Regions from separate parts of the Mus musculus genome. Here region 1 is linked to region 2. A link is a contact called in public HiChIP or PLAC-seq data. All regions are on one chromosome and are shown on one strand. Each heading gives the region's core, a stretch centred on a gene start, on an enhancer-like site or on the middle of the called end of the contact. The rest is flanking DNA. Distances are from core to core; before and after follow the strand shown.

Evidence for each region. HiChIP or PLAC-seq counts read pairs in DNA pulled down with a chosen protein or histone mark.
Region 1: a contact with region 2 is called in an H3K27ac HiChIP or PLAC-seq map of embryonic stem cells, with 2.9 times the contacts expected there. The contact joins the promoter of 2400006E01Rik here to the promoter of Plk4 in region 2. A contact is called at or near these places in 1 of 39 promoter capture datasets (stem cell-derived epiblast-like cells), 1 of 115 datasets of contacts at active chromatin or transcription factors (embryonic stem cells) and 1 of 9 other capture datasets (embryonic stem cells).

What each region holds. Positions count from the first base shown.
Region 1 is chr3:41,526,835-41,529,762 of GRCm38.p6, forward strand. It overlaps 2400006E01Rik (RIKEN cDNA 2400006E01 gene), which reads right to left and starts at 1,640. Exons shown (of 6, transcript NR_130791.1): 1 at 1,565-1,640.
Region 2 is chr3:40,798,612-40,801,311 of GRCm38.p6, forward strand. It overlaps Plk4 (polo like kinase 4), which reads left to right and starts at 1,340. Exons shown (of 16, transcript NM_011495.2): 1 at 1,340-1,672; 2 at 2,389-2,484. The coding sequence starts at 1,643.

The DNA of each region.
Region 1 (2,928 bases), core at 390-2,889, 730 kb after region 2:
TCTAAGAATTTTTAGAAATTCAATTTAAATTCATTTGTATAAATGAAAATGAAAGCAGATGCTAAGGAAATAATATGTACTGATTCAAAAAAAAGTTTCAGTGGTGAATTTTGATAAATAAAACTGTTTTGATCAGAATTATACTTTGATTTACATATTTGAAGCACGTTTTAGCAGAATTTCAAAACTACTAGCCACGAGGCACATCTCCTCACAAGAACATAAACCATTCTGATGCTCTTTCACAAGGAGCTGATGGCTATCCTCAGAACACCCAAGAAGCATTTGGGCATAAAGGCAAAGGTCTACATGAAGTTCCTGGTGTGTCCAAAGTGCCAACTTGGTATTTCCTCAGTCTGGGCATCTTATTAAAAAAATGTACCATATGCCGGGCGTGATGACACACGCCTTTAATCCCAGCACTCGGGAGTCAGAGGCAGGCGGATTTCTGAGTTCAAGGCCTGAGTTCAAGGCCTGGTCTACAAAGTGAGTTCCAGGACAGCCAGGGCTACACAGAGAAACCCTGTCTCGGAAAAACAAAAACAAAGAAAAGAAAGAAAATCCAATAAGCTGAGTTGGATCCCTAAAGCTCATACAAAGATGTGACGAGAGAACTAACTTTACAAAGTTGCCCTCTGACCTCCACATGAACATTCCTCCCCCCAAACCAAATATGATGTACACATTTTTAAATATGTACGTAATTTTAAAAAAATTGGGGGCTGCAACGGATGGCTCAGCGGTTAAGAGCACTTGCTGCTCTTGCAGGGTTGGCTCCGGGTTTGTTTCCCAGCATGTGTATTGGGCAGTTACAGCTGCAGAGCATCAGCTGGGATCTACACACACACACACACACACACACACACACACACACACACACACACACACAAACTTTTTAAAATGGAGTCTGAACACAGTATGCTTCGGTGCTGGGATCTACACACACACACACACACACACACACACACACACACACACACACAAACTTTTTAAAATGGAGTCTGAACACAGTATGCTTCGGTGCCCAGTGCAGACAACACAGATCATTACATGAACATCTCAGTGATAGGGGTAGGATTCTGAGTTAGTAGGACCGCTCCTGAGGCTCACAAAGCGATAGAGATTAGCGCCATTGCTTTTGGTTGGTACGTTAGCTACTTTTTTGTTGTGGGAAATATTAAAAAATGAATTAACTCTCTGCGGGGCCAGGCCCCGCTCCCTCGCTCCTGCCAATCACAACTCTCTGGAGCCCCTGCGCCAGGTGATCTCACTCACTCTGTCTCTCTGCCCGCCAACTCGCCAGCCCTGCTAGGCCACATGGCTCCACCAGGCCATCTCTCGGACGGCGGGGGGGGGGGGGTCCCCTGAGTTCTTTTAGCTTTCATGCAACTCCCTGCGCACCCCTGGTTAGCCATTTCAACACCTAATTACCCCGTAGAATCAAGACTCTTACTGCTTAATTAGCCAATCAGATTTATGTATCAATAATAACACAATTTACAAGATGACAATACAATAATTTCAGAGTCGGATAATGCTAAAGCTTTAACACAATTATTCTAACCTTTGATAACACCACGTCAGCCTCCATTTTGGTTCTCCCTCTTCTCCTCAGATCTCTCTCTCTCTCTGTCTGTCTCCTTAACTCCTCCCTCTGCCTCCCTTCTCCTGTCCAATCACAAGCCTCCCACTGCCCTAATATGATTGGACAGGAAAATCCTGCAACATTTTTCTATTCCTGTGATAAAAAAAAAAAAAAAGACCAAAGCAACTTAAAGCAGGAAGGGTTTATTTGAGCTTATGGTTCCAGAGGGATAAGAGTTCATTACTTTCATGGTGGAGAGCTATGGCAACATGCAGGTTGCTGCAACAAGAAGCTTGAGACCCAAGCATGAAGCATGAAAAAAATAGGAAGTTCCATGAGCCTTTAAATTCTGAAAGCATGCCTCAAGTTTCCTACTTCCCCCAACAAGGCCATACTTCCTAAATCTCCCAAAACAGCACCACTAACTGAGGGTCAAGTGTTCAAATCCATGAGGCTATGAGGGATACTCTCATTCAAATCAGGACAGTTCCCACCAGAAGTACATGGTACAATAGTAGCAGGAAAGTTAAGGAGTTTTATCAACTGCCATCTGATTAGATCTGAGGACTGTTCCACAGGAAGGAATTCATGCCTGATACTGAAAACATGCCCAAGAGTTCCCCAGCTTGGGACGTCATAAAAGAGGCTCAGCCCAGTCTAGCACACCAATTTCAGGGCTTCCCCAGTCTGCTTCTGCTAAGTGATTGCAAGCTTCCAACTGGATGATGCTATCTATCTACGGTTATTTATTCTTATACTTTTGCTTGCTATACTTAATAAGCACACTCATTCAAAACTAATTGCACGGCTATCATAGATTGCTCTCTGGACTGTACAGAACAACATGTGACCATGAGTCTATCTGTAGGAAAGCTAGAACAAGGACATCCATGGGAACAGTCAGTTGGTAAATAGCTGTGAGGGGTAGTTTTGCCTGTAGATGTTCCTCTTACTGCCCACGGCCTTCTTCTTTTCTCTATCTACTGCTCTTCTTGTCGTTCTGACAAAAACAGCTCAAGGAAGGAAGTTCCATTGACTTATGGTAGAAGAGAAAACACAATGCATCATGGTAGGGAAAACGCCATAGCAAGAGCACGCAGCTGGTCACATTGCATCCACAGCCGGAAGCAGGGAGAAATGAATGCCACTCAGTTCTTTCTATTCAGTCCTGGTCCTCAGCCAGGGCAGGTGCAATTCCTCCCCAGTTCTCTGGAAAGTGGTAGCCTACGTAAGTCTAAACCATTACAATCACGATTAATCACCCCTCTATTTGAAGACGTCTTAGGACATACACAGACTAGGGACTGTGTCAAAGAAAGTACAAGGCACAATATTATTGGCCA
Region 2 (2,700 bases), core at 90-2,589:
TATAACGTGAGTTTATGTGAGTATAGGTTTGTGTACATGAGTGCTATGTCGATAGGAGCCAGAAGGTGGCATCAGAGCCCCTGGACGTGGATAACAGGAGGCTAGCTGACAGCATTGAGTACTGATAGGCAAATATGGCTCTCTCCCACAGCAGCTAGGTCTCACTCACTATGTCGGTATCTCCTACCCCTGAGATGTGCACAGTGTCTGAAAAGCATGAAACTTGTGAAGTGATGCCTTGCTTGCAGGATAACGTGTTCATTTAAATATGTGTGGAGGTTGGCCTTAATTGTCTCAAGGATACTGCAGCCAAAGACAAAAAGGTCCTAAATGAGGACCTCACTCAGCATAGAACCTTTTAAAAGTGCCCGCTAGCCTATTCCTCTTATTCCTAACTATAAATTGCCCTTGGAGACACAGGCCCCCACTAAGACGACTCATCTTTGTTGATAGACCCCCTGACCACCCAGGTGCCATCATCTCTGATTTGCTGTCTTTCCAAATGAATCTTTCCTTGCCTCACTTCTTGTCCTGGAATCACTGGCATTTGGGGATAGCAATCTAGACCTGGATTGGAACACTATTAGGAGTTGAGATAAAACACAGACACAGAGAGAACACACTATTGAGGATCTTCAGAAAACAAGTCACTACTTTGGATCTTTTTGCATCTGATTAAAAAATCTCAAAACAATTAGGCTAAAAAGCAAACCCCTGTCGGATTATTTACTAGCAACTAATGTAAAGATCCATACCACTACTCTTTCTTCAAAACATTTTTAGAGGAAAATGACTTAGCCTAGGTCACTCACATATGGCTCAAAATAAATTTGTAAGATTGGTAGCCCAGGTTAGCCTGGAACTCCTTAGAGTCCAAGAATGGACTGACTCAACCCCAGTGCGTCGCTGTGTCCAACCTTTAATATCTGTCCGGGCAGCGGGTTGCTGGGAAAGAAGAAACTAGAACCCAAGGACATGTCCACGCTTGGAAAGCATTTTACCACTTAGGTACATCCCCAGGCTTTTTTTACTTTAGAGTCGGTGTTTTCCCTATACAGTTCATCTTAAAGCACCACACATTAATAGCTGTAAAAAAGGAAAATGGCACAACGGTGTACATGGTGGGCTGGCGGGTTCGGGGCTGTTCTAAGGAAAGTAATGGACTTTTCCCCCTAGTTCTCTTTAGGCCAAACCTACACACTTATTTAAAAGACTTTCTGCGGGAAGCCAAAGCCCTATTATCCTTCAGGTCAAAACGTAACCTATTATTAGCGTCCGCGCTACGGTCAGTCGTACACTGACCGCTTTCCGTCAAACTTAAAACCCACTTCCGGCCTAGAGCGAGGGAAAGCCCCTGCTGCGCATGCGTGTCGGTCTCCGCCTCTAAGAAGTGGAGAGTGTGCTGACGTCACCGCCAGGCTGGCTCGTTCGGAGACCGGCGGGAATTTTTCAAAATGGGAGCTCCGGGGCGCCGCCCAGGCCTCGGGAGGTACCGGGGGTACCTTTCGGTGGCGTTGGCGGCGTCGCCAGCGGCGGCGTAGAGAAGGCGTCCTGATGGGCGCCAAGACCTGCTGGCTTCTCGGAGCGCTGCCTCGGAGGGACTGCGAGAAGGCCGAGCCCCGGGCGCCGGCGGCTCGGGAACATGGCGGCGTGCATCGGGGAGAGGATCGAGGTGAGGCCGGCGGGCGCGGAGCTGAGGGAAGGTCCGATGGAGGCGGACTCTGGTATTCCGGGACCCAGTGAGCTGAGGTGAACCGAGCGCAGTGCTGAGGGGAGGTCCATTGTGGCTCGGCACAAACACACGGGAGACCAGACGGGTTAGCGGGCTGAGGCTGAGGCCCAGTCTGGCTCAGGCGCTCACTGGTGCTCAGTGACACTAGTAAAGCGGGGATGAGGCGGGCAGGCGCGGTGGCGGTGGCGGGGCTGATCGCCGAGGGACAGGCGAAGCGACCCGCCCCCTGGAGCCCCGCCCGGAGGGGAGCGCCTTGTACCCCGCAGGTGTGTCTCCAGCTGCGGGCCCCGCCCGGTCCTGGTCCCTTGGCGTCGGGTCCGCACTCCCGCCTCCAAAGCCGCGCTCCGCTTGCCCCCTCCCCGGGGATGGCGGTTACCGTGGCGGGAGCTGCGGCGGGAACCTGGTGGGCCAGAGGAGGGACCCGAGCTAACCAGCTCATTAGAGTCCTTAGCCTCCATCAGGGAGGGAGCTCAGAAAATCTCTCAGAGCGTCAAGATGCCTTCCACCCCAGACACCTGCATCATCGAGGTGTGGCAGCTGCTTGAACCATGTCTCCTTTTCTCTTTGGCCCATTTCACATCCCATCCCCTACCCAACTTTCTTACTTTCTAGATCTGCGATTCCTCACGTGTAATCCTTAATTTTTTTTTTAAAAGGACTTTAAGGTTGGAAATCTACTCGGTAAAGGATCATTTGCTGGTGTCTACAGAGCTGAGTCCATACACACTGGTTTGGAAGTTGCAATCAAAATGGTAAGAATGTATTAGTTATTGTTTCTTCAGTATTTTTGCAAGGTACTAGAGAGCAATGAAGGCATGCTATTTAAAATGTCCCACTCATTATCTGCTAAAGACTGCACCTTGCCACCCTGCCAAATGTGTGCATTTGTAATAATTGCATAATACATTGCATAACCAAAAGACAGCTGTTAAGTACAGCATCTGAATTTAAGGACATTTAAGAGACTC